Linked DNA regions of Mus musculus: region 2 is linked to region 1. Evidence: chromatin contacts called from public Micro-C data. All regions are on one chromosome and are shown on one strand. Each heading gives the region's core, a stretch centred on a gene start, on an enhancer-like site or on the middle of the called end of the contact. The rest is flanking DNA. Distances are from core to core; before and after follow the strand shown. Region 1 holds the start of Cbl (Casitas B-lineage lymphoma). Region 2 holds the start of Bcl9l (B cell CLL/lymphoma 9-like).

Region 1 (6,855 bases), core at 2,656-5,155:
ACATTGGTTATTTATATATTAAAAGAAATGTGACCTGATCAAAAACACAGTGGCCTTGGCCTACACCACCGGCTCTCCCCCTTCCTAATGCCGTGACGCTTTCCGACAGTTCCTTGAGAACCCCAACCAAAAATTATTTCTATTGTTGCTTTATAGCTGTAATTTTGCTATTGTTATGAATTATAATGTAAATATCTGTGTTCTCCAATGGTCTTAGGTGGCCCCTGAGGATCCCTTAGGGGACCACAGGTTGAGATCCACTGGCCTCCAGGAACTGTGAGCTAAGCAGGGTGACATAGCTACTTGGGAGGCTCTTCGAGGAGGATGCTTTGAACCAGATATTTAATGTCAGCATGGGAATCACATTGAGACCTGTCACCAAAAGAGAAAAGGGAGGAGGGGGAGAAAAGAAAAAGGAAAACAACCGTTGCTTAGGACGATGAATAATAAATATTTTTCTGGTTGTAGGTGTCTCTGACTTATCATTAACTCACACGGGAGGAAGTCTGGCTCAGTGTGGCCCATGTGTGTTGCTTTTTAACTTTTACAAGATTGGTGTGGGTTCAGCAAAGTGTGAGGCACCAAGCCCTGGCCCTGGCCTGAGGCGTTTCCTGTCAGGGTCCAGTCTTCTAGAAGAAAATAGGAGGGCAGCAAAGGCTGCTGCAATCCAGGGCCAGGGGGCTACCATCAGGAAGTGGAGCCTGCCTATTGCTGATGCCTGGAAGGGTCAAGAAGGGACTTCTAAGCTTGAAAGGTTTGCTGGATGGGAGGAATTGGTCTGGTAAGGTTAGTAGAATCAGGTGGTGTGTGTGTGTGTGTGTGTGTGTGTGTGTGTGTGTGTGTGTGTGTGTGTGGTGTATGTGCGTCTTTCTTGGCAGGAAAAACAGCTTTGCAAAGGCCTAGAGGTATGTGGCTCTCAGATTTCTGGAATTAGAAAACTGTACTCATCTTCTCTGGGCTGGATTTTGAGCTATTAAAAAATATATATAAAACGTAGGGTGGTTTTCAGTTCCTCTCTTTGTTTCCCTCTGGGGAAAAGAGCTGCTGGGCCCTTGGCCACTTCTCTGATGGACAGACGGGAGGTTAGAGGTATGGAGAGGTCAGGGTATGGGGACTGCTCTCTGCAGATATGGATGGCTCCGCTGACCCCTGCCTGGGGGATGGGACAGGCTTTCAGAGATTGGGTTGCTGTCTTTTGTTCTTTGAGATGGCAGCTGTGCTTCTCCCAGGAAATTGACACAGGAGTCAGTGTCAAAGTATCCTGAAGGGTGCTCAGGTTTCTGGCAAATCCTCTACCTTTCTCATGCTTAGGAGAGAGATGGCAGCCTCCAGATGACCAGCAGCGAGGGTTCTGGGTTAGAAATGACACTGGGATTAGATGCAAGTCTTCGTGATGCTATGTATATAGTAAATTCTGATGAGCACTTAACAGCTATGTTTACAGTTTAAATCAGAGTTTTGCTGGGGTTTCAAATTGTCTCCTCCTAATGACTTACTGCTGGTGTGCAGTGAACTCTCAGGTTCCTGTAGAAAACAAACCAAGCAAATCAAAGAAAGAGACAGAACTATGGCCTGCTGCAGCAGAAACCAAGTGTGTGCTACATTATTCTACCATATGCAGATTTTACTGAAGATAAGGCAGGTTGGAAATATTTTTTATTTTAATTTTTAACTTTGAGACGAGGTCTCTTAGGAGCCCTGGCTCTCCTGGAACTCACTCTGTAGACCAGGCTGGCCTCAAACTCAAGAGATCTGCCTCTGCCTCTTGAGTGCCGGGATTAAAGGCGTGCGCCCCCGGTGCCTGGACAGCCCAAATGATTTTTGAAGAATGATGTGGATCTTAGAAGCACACTCCAGGCAGAGGGGACACACTCAGTGATGAGGAAGAAAATGTTGCTGTTGTCACTGTGTGACTTGGTAAGCTATCCAGCATAGAGTCTATGTATCATGAAGTAGTTTACAACTTTAAGTAAGATTGTGACTGTTAATTTTATTACAGATGAAACAGTGGGGAGGGTTCAAAGGTTTGGTTTGCGTGTGTGTGTGTTTCTGTCAGGCTACACTTTAGGAATGGTGACAGGATGAAGTGTCAGTGTCAGTGAAGAGGGTTTCAAAAGTCTGGGAGAGTAAGAAGGAAGGCCTGCAATTAGGGAGGGGCACAGGCCTTACCAAGTTTTGATGGTAATTTTAGAGTGCTGCCTATATTTTTCTTTGGTAGATTCTTCTTTTTTTTTTTTTTTCTAGGTAGAAAATGATAAAAATCTGGGCAGAGTGATACATGCCTATGATCCCAGCACCCAGGAGGCAGAGGCAGGAGCATCTTTGTGAGTTTATGGCCAGTCTGTTCTACATAAAGAGTTCCAGGATAGCCAGGACTACATAGAGAGACCCTGTCTGAAAACAAAAACCCCAAGCTCAATACCACCAACAAAAACAAAACAAAGAAATAAAAGGCAGGCTATTGACATGAAATGATAATACAGGTTCAAAAAGGTCTTAAAGATGACTGACTTGCAGCCGGGCGTGGTGGCGCACACCTTTAATCCCAGCACTTGGGAGGCAGAGGCAGGTGGATTTCTGAGTTCGAGGCCAGCCTGGTCTACAGAGTGAGTTCCAGGTCAGCCAGGACTACACAGAGAAACCCTGTCTCGAAAAAAAAAAAAAAAAATGACTGATTTGCAACCCAAAGTTGTGGGACTGAATAATTCTGGTGTTCAGAGACTGTTTTCTTTCTTCAAGTACTGGACAAGTTCAACAACCTACCAGCCAAAGGCTTGGTGGCAGAACTGAGTACTTAATGTCACCAAATGGTTTTGGAGCTAAAAAAATATTAGCAAACCAAGGTTGGGTACTTTCTTCTTCTTTGGAAAAGAAGTTCCTATTTTCAAAGTACTTCTAGTGAAGTCTGAAGATTAGGGAAGTGAAGGTGTCCGGGAGCTGAATTTCTGTTCCCTCCATGCAAGTGGCTCACAGCCTCTGTGGGCGGGGCCTCGTGCCGCCAGCGCATTCCGCTGAGCAATAGAATATCTTTAAAGTACATATTCAGTTCCCAGAAAAGGAATTGCTCTTCAGAAAGAAAAAGATCAAAAGGAAGTTACTTGTTTTAAAAAGGTTAAAAAGTCTGGAAGAAGCGCGTGAGACGCGAGTGTCCTTAACCTTAAACCTTTATGTGACTTAGTCTGCAAAAAGCTGCAGCAACTGAATTCCCAACCTTTGAGGGTTATAAATACCAAGGCGATTTTTAATCCCTGCGCTCGGGAGGTAGAGGCATGTGAATCTCTGTGAGTTCAGAGCCACCCTGGTCTACACAGCGAGTTCCAAGGCAGCCAGGGCTACATGGTGAAACAAGATGGTGGAATAGGGATATAGCTCAAGGTGGGGTACTTGTCTAGGATGTGTGAGGTCGTAGGTTCAATTCCAATCACCACAAAAATAAAAACACTAAGGGGAAGAAAACGAACTTTGGCTTTCTTTTTCCATCTTTCCACAAGATGAGGCAGATAACTCGAAGCTCAATATCCACATTTAGAAGACTCCTTCCATCCCTACCCGTCTTAATCCGAGCACAGCCATGACTCAACTCCCGGAGGCAACAAGCCCAGGCCACAACGAACATGGACGGCCAGGCTTCTCTTCTGCCTAGTGCGCAGGTTCTACCTTGGACCCCACCTCTTTCCTTCCATTCCTCTCTTCTCCAGCAGAGGGCGCAGGCACTGAGTTTTCTTTGGGCTCCGCCCCGCCCGTCCCAGTGGGTCAGGGCGGGAGCAGTGGGCGCGGAAACTTGGTCGAGGCTTTCCGGGAGCCGCGGGGCACGCGGGTGCACGCGAGCTCGTGCGCGCGTTGGGGGTCGCCGCGGCGTGCCGTGCTTGCCCGTCTCCGGCGCGCGCCCCCGCGTTGCGCCGGCCGCGCTCGCGCCCGCGCAGGGGCGCGCCTCAGGGCGGGCGCCTCCCTCTCACTCCCTGGGCTGCGAGCGCCGGCGGTGGTTGCCGGAGAGGCCCCTCCTTCTCGCCCGGCTCCATTCCCTCGCTCGCGGCCGAGCGGGCTCCCGACCCTCCGCTGGCCATGGCCGGCAACGTGAAGAAGAGCTCGGGCGCCGGCGGCGGCGGCTCTGGGGGCTCGGGAGCGGGCGGCCTGATCGGGCTCATGAAGGACGCCTTCCAGCCGCACCACCACCACCACCACCTCAGCCCGCACCCTCCCTGCACGGTGGACAAGAAGATGGTGGAGAAGTGCTGGAAGCTCATGGACAAGGTGAGCGGCCTGCGGGCGCGCGCGGCGCCGGGTGGGCGTGGGCGGTGGGGCGCCAGGGAGGGCTGCCGTTGGCAGTTGGGAACGTTGAGGTGTGGGGGAGCCAGACAAAGATGGGGTGGGGGCTGGGGGAGGGCTGGTCACCGCGCCACCCGGGCGGAAGTGCGATGGGGGTGCGGAGCTTGGGGATGTGGGTCGTCGAGTGAGCCCCGGGAGGTGGGCCTGGGGTGCTGGGGGTGGGATGTGTGTTGGATCTGCCGGCTACGGCTCCGGGTTTGGAAGAGGAGTCGCCCTGGGTGAGGGACTTGGGTTCAGGAGGCGGCCCGGCTGACTGCGGTCAGGGTGAGCTTATAGTTTTTTCTCATTAAGATGTAGCACACAGATCAAAGAAAAAGAGGTGGGTTTAAATGGGGGCAGGGAAGGAAGGAACTTCCCTTCTCCGCTAAGGATGGCTTAAGTTTTTGTCTTGCAAAGTGTTGGATGTAATCCATCGCTGCTGCTGAGATAGGCACTGGTTAAACCACAAGTTCTGGTTAGAACCATTATCTTTCGAAAGGTGGACTGACTGAGCGTGCTGAATTAATAGTCTGACTTCTACAGAACTTCCTGCTTGCTCTCGGTGCTTTTCGCTGGGCTGTAGTGTTTGATTTTTGTAACGGGCCTACCTGCTTATTATTTAAGACCCCTTTGATAGCCATTATAAAATCAGGTGCGGGGGTGGGGTTGCCTATGGTTAGCCCTTTAAGTCTGTCAATCAGGAGAATCTTACTTCCTTACAGTTGAGCCTGTATAATGTAGTCTTGTAGTTGGCCCCAGTACTTAAACGTGAATACACAATCTTGTCTTAACATTTTGTTGGAAGTCAGTGCTCTGTTTCCTTAACTCTTACCACAGTTATTATTTTTTTCAACATTCCTACTGCAGATAAATGTGATTAGGAGGCCCCGGCATGTAAGTGAATGGTGTTATTTCCTCCGGAGTAAATTTGGTTTTCTTTGGTTCCTCTCTGGGCCTAGGTTCCTCTTCTGTAAAGTTCTCTATGGGTTGTTTTGGACTAGAAACAGCCAATAAAATGATTATGAAGCACTTGGCCAATGTAACTGCTATATAAATGCTTAATAAGTCTTGTGTGAGAATTAACACTCTTGCACTCCATACCAGGTTTCAGAGCCACTTTTCCAGGGCTGACCCCCCCCCCCCTACATTAAGTAATTTGAATTGTGGCAGCCCCCCTCCCTGGTCCCAGTTGATATTGCAATTAATGGCATAAGTATGCTGATTATTTTGGTGTTGTGGAACTGACTTTATTGAAAAGATATGCTGATACCTTGTTTTTCTTTTTAAAATATTTGACTACTTTGGATATTTTGTGTGCATGTATGATTGTATCACATGCATGCAGTCAGATGTTGGGTTCCCTGGAACTGGAGTTATGGGTGCTTTCGAGCCAGATGCTGGGAATTGAACCTGTGTCTTCTGCATGAACAACAAATGCTCTTAACCACTGCACAGTCTCTCCAGGCCCAGTATAACCAAGACTGTCTGGAGATGGCAGGGAATGTAACCATTTTGTTTGTTTGTTTTCTTACTCACATCCCTCACACTTCTCCTGGTCACCCTTCTCCTGGTCACCCCTTTTCCCCAATCCCCCTCCCCTTCATTTCTGAGCAGGTGGGTGTCCCCCTGGGTATCCCCTTGACTCTGTCACTTGAAGTCTCTGTAATCTCTCCCACTGAGGCCAGACAAGGTGCTATGGAGCCTGGGGTGGCTGCCTCCTGTGGCCCAGCAGAAGCCCTGGTGGAGTGATTAGGACACCAACCCACCCACAGAACTTTTGACTCAACATTCATCCATGTTAGTTTCTCAAGACAAGCTTTCACTATGCATCTTCAGGCCAGTCTGGAACTCACAGCAGTCCTGCCTCAGCCTGTCAAGTGTTGCCTAAATCCATGTGTTGACATCTTTACAAAAATATTGAATGTCTTTACAGTTTGAAGTTTGTAGGTTAACATTTTGGGAGATTAACTGTTGGGGACTCCTGGTAGAGAAAAATAGTTTCATTTCTAGCTAGTTTCCCATATAGGATGTCTGAGTGGGTTCATTGTGTCAAAGTGATCCTGATTAGTGACTTCTGTAAAATAAGGAGCATTAAAACTATGTTTCTGCTAATGAAAGGTTCTAGCTATTCTGCATGGCAGCCCAAGTAAGCCCTCCTTTATTTGATCCGTGTTTTTATCACTTGAGCGTATTGAAATTTGAGTTTTCCTAGGGATGTTCAATCACTTACAGTCTCAGAGTTTTGATTGAACCTGTTTAGATTTTGGTGGTTTCAAGGACAGCAGGCTGCTAGCTTTACCCTTCTAGTCTAGGAAGACGGGATGTTTTACTCCTTAGTGCTTGTTTCTGAAGATGGTTTCAGCAGTGTGTCATCTAACCCGCCACTAATTGTGCTCAGCCCTTTCTCAGCTTAGGCCTGCAGGTTTGTACCACTTTTCAGACTTCCAGATTTTCTTAATACTTCCGGACTGTTACTTAATATCTAGTACTTGCTAAATTGCACCAACTCCTTTGCCCTTGGAGTTTTGGGGTTTCTTTTTACTTTTTTTT
Region 2 (6,855 bases), core at 1,801-4,300, 270 kb before region 1:
ATTACCTGAGAGACCTTCGACAGAGGGAGGGAGAGGGGAAGGGAAAGAGAGAGGGAGGGTGGCGAGGGTGTGAGCAGCACTCACACTATAGATAAGGAAAAAGTCCAAAGTAGGGCTGAAGAAGAGCCTGGGCTCCTAGTCCTTGCCATTTCTTGAACAATCCCCTAAAGCCCAAGGTAAGCTCCCTCAGGACGGACACACACACACACACACACACATACCAGGGGAAGGGCACCATGAGGCACAGCATCAATGGGCACTCACTGTGGGCGGCCGCAATGGGCTTGTCGTCCTCCTCGCTGTCTGGCCCAGAGCACCATTCGTCCCCACTGTACGGCTGCTTCCGCTCCAGCACACACCTCCGTTTACTCCGGGGTGCCACCTCTGCCCAGGCAGGATACAGGCAGGCAGAGTAAGAAAGTATGGCAATGTGGCCTAGTCCTTCCACATGCAGAGGCCCTCCCAGACCATTCTCCAGAGTGCCCCACCCGAAAGGGCACTGCCCAGACCACGGTGGGCACTTTGCCAGTCCTTGGTCCCCACCACACCACCATTTGTTTCTGATTTCTTTTTCTAACCCTGGCTGCCTGTCTCCCCTCCCCCCCCACCCAGCACAGCATAGTCCCAACCACAACTGGTTCTAATTAGGGCTGGGGGGGGGGGGGCAGGGAGGAGCCACTGTGACTCTTCCAGGCCCCAGTGCCTGTTCCCAAAAGGCTCCCACCAGCCAGGACATCAGGAAGCTTTAGGGATGATGTGGGTAGGGGGTGGATCTTCACCCCAGACACCTCCCTCTTCAATGTGGGGGCTACAGGAGTATTATCACTCTGCTGTCAGGCCCTTCTCTGAGTGCCACTCTAGCCAGCCCCGCTCTGGAATGAACTGGTTGACTGATGGGTAGACGTAAGAGAAAGTTACTACAAACAATACATGTTGGGTGGCAACACAAGGATGAGACTCGAGTAAGGGCTGGTCTCTGAGCAGTTTGGGTCTCGCTCACTCGGGGCTGTAGATGATGTTGAAGTCTAGAGGTGAGGGAATACAGTATACAGTACCTTTGGCCTCTGAATCGAGGGATGGAGTCCCAGCTTCCCGCTGCTCTCCAGAGTCCACAGACACACTCCTCTCGCGCTTCACCTTGCCCTTGAGTGAGCTGAAAGGAGACACTCCTGCCTGGGGGTTCTTCAGACTTGAGTTGCTAGGTGAGATCTGGTTGGCCTTGGCCCCATGGCTCCCCGCCCCCACGCCCTTGGAGCCCAGGTTGCAGGTGGGTCCTTGGTTCACATTCTGGTGCTGGGATTGGGCCCCTCCATTCCCTGTCTTGCCATGATTGGTCAGTTTATTTTCTGGGTGCATTGGCTTGGCTGGGGCAGGGGGGCAGTGGCCCCGAGGGGACAGCGGTGGACTCCCTGGAGCCTCTCTCCTCCTGGGGTGGGGTAACCTGGGGAAAGGGAGGAGAAACAGGAAAGATTAATCCTGCAAGGCATCAGGCATGCCTGGACTTTAGCTCTCTCCTAACAATGCAGGGGGTGGTGAGGTGCTATCTGGAGACCACCTGCTATTCCCTACCTCTGTGCAGTTCCTCAGATAAGAGCAGAGCTCTGTCCACCTGGGGGAGTGGCGATGGAACAGTGTTCCTTATCTTCTAGGCTCAACTCAAATGGAAACCCTGGGCTTTGACTTGGCAGAATCTATCTACCTTCAGCCCCAGGATCCAGCGCTTCCACTAAAGCCCTTTCTCCCTAGCATCTGATGGATTCTTCGCACCTTCTAGGGTTTAAGACTCCTTTCCAAGGCCCCAGACCTCAACTACGCTGTGCCCTGACAACTAGCTGAGAAGGGCCACAGGACCTGTGAGTCACTGCTCAAGCCCGAGCCCTATTCCCTAGGGTACTAGGGAAAGCATAACCGAGAGTGGTACCCACAGGTCCAGAAGACTCCCCAGAGCCTAAGTGGGGAAGGCCTGAAGAGGGTGGGCCAGTAGGCCCTGTCAGCAGGCAGGGATTGGGGGGGGGGGCATGTCAAGCAGACAAGAGTACAGCTTGAAGCCATGGATTCCTGCAGCCTAGGCTGCGGGCCCTTTAAGCTCCAGCCCGCTCCCCCCACCGCCTCCCCCTCCCCGGAGACCTATTAATAGCCGCTGGAAAGATCACATCACGGGAGAGGATATTTATCCCCCCTCATTCCACACCAGCTCAGATTTATTTCAGCTCTGCTGTCCTGCTGCCGCCGCCTGGCCCTGTCTGCCCGCTTCTCCTGGGGAGGAGGGAGGCAGGCACCACCCCCACTCCAGCTCCTACCCCCGACTAGACTGAGGCTGGAGGGCGCCATCACACCCCCAACACTAGGGTAGGATGAGGGTCTGTTCTAACGGTTTTAGAAGGGAAGAAGGGACCAGAAGCAGGCAAAGCTAGCTGCCAGTCTCCTCTGCCCCCTGGGCCCAGGCGCTAAGGCTGGCTGCCAGCTCCTGCCTGGGGCCAGACTTTACCATGCTACTTCCCTTCAACCCACTGGTGGCCAGGAAACCAGGTGCCCGAAGGGCTCCTCTCCAAACAGCTTGGCCCCATCATCATGGGCCCTTCCCTTCCCCACTCTCCATACACACATATATCCCACCCTCCGTGACACCCACACACCTTGTCTTGTTAGCCAGGATCCTCATGGCTCCCACACACAGTGGGGCTACGACCCCTGTGCGTGCCCAGGGCCCAGCCAGGTACTCGGTACTGGAGCAGGGACTGCAGCAACAAGCCCCAAAGAGAAAACTTGTGACTTAGGGAGGGGGTGTGTGAAGGGGAGGGAAAGGGAGAACCCAACGCCCCGGGACTAAGGAACTGGATAGGGTAGGATAGGATTGGAGAGAGAGGACTTCTCAATCCTAAAGACCAGTCCAGTCCCCATCCCTTCCACACCTTGTCCACGGGGAGCTTGCAGTATCGTGCAAGCCCCCCACCCTAGGCACCCCCCTCCAAGGGCTGTAGAGTCAGAATTCACTAATAGGCTTGGTCGCAAAAGTGACGCGTGGGGCGGCTGCGAGGTCTGCTCTGGCCCACTGGGGGACTCCCGCTCCGAGACACGCCCCTCGCCCAGGATTCGGGAATCCCTCACGCCCCGCCCCAGCACTGCGCCCTGTCCCCGGGCGCTGCAGCCTCCCAGGGGCCGGGGTGGGCGCACTGCCCTGCCCCGCCCCCAGCTCCAGGCCTAGCCCGTGCCCATCCCGGCAGGCCCGGGCGGGCAGCGAGAGGCCTGGCGGGGCCCCGAGGCTGCAGCTGGGCTCTTTTGGAGACCAGTAACGCTGGCTCAGATTCCTCCCCGACCGCAAGAATGCAGGAGCCTCCCCTCCCCCCTCCCTTGCACCCCCCCTACCCCGCCCCCTTCGGCAAAGCCCGAGTGTAGAGACAGAGCGAGCTTGGAGCAAGAGAGCCAGCGAGGCAGCGAGCGAGGTTGAGGGAAGCGGACAGGACTGCAGCGTGGATCTCCCGGGTCCACTGGAGGGCGCGCAGACAGACACATGGACAAGTCCTCCAGGGACTAAAAGGGCGCTAGCCGGTTGGGCAGACTGGGCGCACAGAGCTGGGACTTAAGAGACCCACAAGCACCTCTCTGTGACTCACACGCACACTTACATCTCACACGTGGACAGGGAGACAAAGACACGCACGGAGCCCAGGAAACTAGAGACGCTCACGGCCAGCCGACGGAGGTGTGCCCGAGGGACTGGGCAGCGCGAACCAGCCGGAGTCGCCGGGCAGCCTGGGGCACACAGATACCCCGGCCACCCAGCAGAGGGATAGCCGGTGGACTCATTGAACAGATGTGAAGACTGAGACCCAGACACAAGGGAGCCATAGAAAGTTGAGCCCGACAGTCACAAAGAATACACAGAGGGCCACAGAGACACCAACAAGCTGACTTACACAAACACAGACACCTCAAGCAACCGCCCCCTGCTCTGTCCCCTTTCCCCGCCCCCAGCAGAGATCCCGGTAGAAGGTGGGGGAGGGAAGGGGAGGAGTCTTGAGCCCTAGAGGCTCTTCCCGCGACAGGTCCAGCTAGACACACCCGTGTACACTCCAGCTCCCGGCTCAGCTGCTGGAAGCCGGGCTGGAACCTCCAAGCAAGGGGGAAACCTCCCAGGTACTTTGCAGCCGTCTAACCCCTATAGAACACTGGGCTTCCCCACTCCAACTCTGTCTCTGAAAAAGATCCCAAAGTCCTAGGACCTAGTTTGCAGCACACACACACACACACACACACACACACACACACACACACCACAACCAGGAAAGAACAGAAAGGCAGAAGTCACTGAGGAGTCCTGGGGAAATCACCTTGGTCAATAGAGGACCTGCTGTTTAAGTTCTCACCTCCATCCCTGGTTGATTCTCAAAGCTATCTCCCCAGTCTCACAAGGAGGAACTGAGGTTCCAGAAAAGCTGTGTGCTCTTGGGTCACATGACAGCATGGGCGACCCAGGACCCCCACTCCAGGTACTTTGGGCCCCTGACTATTCATCTCAGTCTAAATCAAGTCAGTGGGCTTTTCACACATGAGCCCCCAGAACTTATCACCTGTTATGAGGGATGGGGACGGGCTATCTAGAACTTTCTGTTGAGGGATCTCAAAAACTGGAACCCTAATCTTGGCATAGTGACTCACTGCTGTAACCCTCGCCCTTGGGGGGCTAAGGCAGGAGATCACAAATTTAAGCCCAACCTGTGAGTTCCAGGATGGCTTAAACTACCTAGCAAGATTTCAAAACCTTCCCCCAATAAGCTACGGGTGGGAGGGGGAGGGCCACTACTATAACAATCCAGGGAGGGGCTGTTAGGAAACTGGTCCTCTTCAGTAGTTCCAGCGAATCTGAAAAGTGCCCCCTAGGACTCCGCCTCCTGCTCCCACCCAGCTGCAAGGCGAGCTGAGGTAAGGACAGATGAGTCAGGGCTTTCCCATCCAGCATCTCTCTGTCTGCCCTTCAGGACTTGGCCCCAGCTCCCAGAGACCCCTCTTCCTCTCTGCTCGGTCCCAGATGACACCTGAAATCTGTAGCCTTGAGAAGCCAATGGTTGGCAGGGAAATGCTTTAGCACTGAACCAGCAAGTTGCCTCCCTAGCACCGGGAGCCCCTGGAGATGTGGTGTGTGTGAGATGTGGCGTGTCGGGGGAGGCTGGACTTTGGGGACGCCACACTGGCGAAGGGTGACATAAGCTCACAAACAGGGAGCAGGTGCAAGTCACCTGAGTGAAAGAAAGGCCAGAAGCAAACCCAGGAGCTTGTGCCTGGGGCAAAGCTGCCGCTGAGACAAAGAAGCCAGACCCAGGCCTGGTGGGCAGAGGTCTATGATCCCAGCCCTTGGGCGGCTGAGATAGGACCCAGGCCAGCTTTGGGATGCTTGTTGAGCTTCTGAAACAAAAAGCCTGAAGCGGGGTCACTGGCCTCCACTGTGTTAAAATAAGGGTAGGCCCCAGGTGAAGGGTTAGGGAGAGCAATCCCAGGAGGAGGGGGGAGACAAGGAAGGCCATGGCCAGAGCCTTCGGGTGTTTTGTGTCAGCCCTGTTCAACACAACTGTTCCCCAGTTGGGCAAGCATCCACATACCCATGCAATCTGCCCGTCTCCAGGCTGCGAGCCTGCTTGACCAGCCCAGACATCCCACTAGTCTCCCAACCGTCTCGGGGGAAGCCAGGAACTGTGGCTCAGCCCTAGAGTCTCAGCGCTCAGGAAGCTGAGGCAGGAAGATGTCTGTGGATTCAAGATCAGCCCAAGCTACACAGTGCGTTCCAGAAGATTCTTTGTACAAAATAAATTCTTATTTATGCTTGTGGTGGCTTACACCTTCAACCCGATCAACTCCGGAGGTAAAATGAGGCTGGCTTTCTCATTTGTAGGCTATCCCAGGCTACATACCAGATTCCGGGCCATCTAGGTCTGTGTAGTGAGATGCTATCACACACACACACACACACACACACACACACACGCAGATGTACACATGCAACAACTATGGTGACGACAACAACCAAAATACATTTCACTTCAAGGCCAATGATGTCATCAGTAAAATAAATACTTCATCGGAGAACCTATGCACTATGTCTGCGAGGCCAGGGAAACCCCGGGAACAGTGAGAAATGCTTGGGTGGGCCATGTCCCTCACGTGCAGTGAGCAGAGACATCTAGAGAAAAAAAATGTGGGATTCATAGGGAGCAGGTTCTGGGCCGAGGGAGATTCAGTTCCCAAGACAATGTCCCAAGTCCCCTTTCTCCTGGTGTCCCCTGGATCTCAGAAGCTTCCTTGTAGCACTCAGATAAGTTTCCCTGAGGTGGTGACTCAGCTAGGAGGTTGGGGATTCAGAACCTAGCTCAAAGAGAGGACCCAAGGTGTTATTTTAGTGGGGACCCTCTAGGTGGGGACTTCCAGGCTTGGGGGTGGGGTGGGGTCCTGCCCCCCTTCCTAGCTACAACTCCCCTCCCAGGAGTCCATGCAAATAAACCAGTTTTGCTTAGGAGGCTTCACCTGGGAGTTTCCAGCCTGCCCCACCTATAGCCCCAGGGTAAGGTCATACAATCCTAACCCTGCAGGACCGTCAAGTCTGCTGATCCTAGACCTTTGCAATGCAGGATCTTTAAACAGAATGCCTGTGGGAGATTAGTTCTACTCTTGCTGGACCACTGTCCCTCTGGAGCCTGTGGGGACAAATGGCCTTGCCAGGACAGGCCTAAGTTCACCTCACTTCTTTTGGCTCTTTCAGCCATTACCAGTGAGTCCAGACCTCAGGAAGTAATCATGCCCTGGCAGTAGGGTGCCCCCAAAAGACTGATGCCCAATCCCTAGTTACTCCCTCCCCCTAGGGAG

What was found. A called contact is a pair of places that touch in the nucleus more often than the background predicts.
Region 2: a Micro-C map of palatal mesenchyme shows a contact between it and region 1, with 5 times the contacts expected there. The contact joins the promoter of Bcl9l here to the promoter of Cbl in region 1. A contact is called at or near these places in 15 of 39 promoter capture datasets (the 3T3-L1 cell line, the C10 cell line, HPC-7-derived erythroid cells and 10 more), 8 of 484 Hi-C or Micro-C datasets (CD8 T cells, the G1E-ER4 cell line, embryonic limb bud and 2 more), 2 of 115 datasets of contacts at active chromatin or transcription factors (the SCID.adh cell line and pancreatic cancer cells) and 3 of 9 other capture datasets (adipose tissue, liver and pancreatic islet).

What each region holds. Positions count from the first base shown.
Region 1 is chr9:44,231,096-44,237,950 of GRCm38.p6, reverse strand. Cbl (Casitas B-lineage lymphoma) reads left to right here and starts at 3,905. Exons shown (of 16, transcript NM_007619.2): 1 at 3,905-4,251. The coding sequence starts at 4,063.
Region 2 is chr9:44,495,331-44,502,185 of GRCm38.p6, reverse strand. Bcl9l (B cell CLL/lymphoma 9-like) reads right to left here and starts at 3,050. Exons shown (of 9, transcript NM_030256.3): 1 at 2,913-3,050; 2 at 2,637-2,738; 3 at 1,056-1,441; 4 at 265-384. The coding sequence starts at 2,662.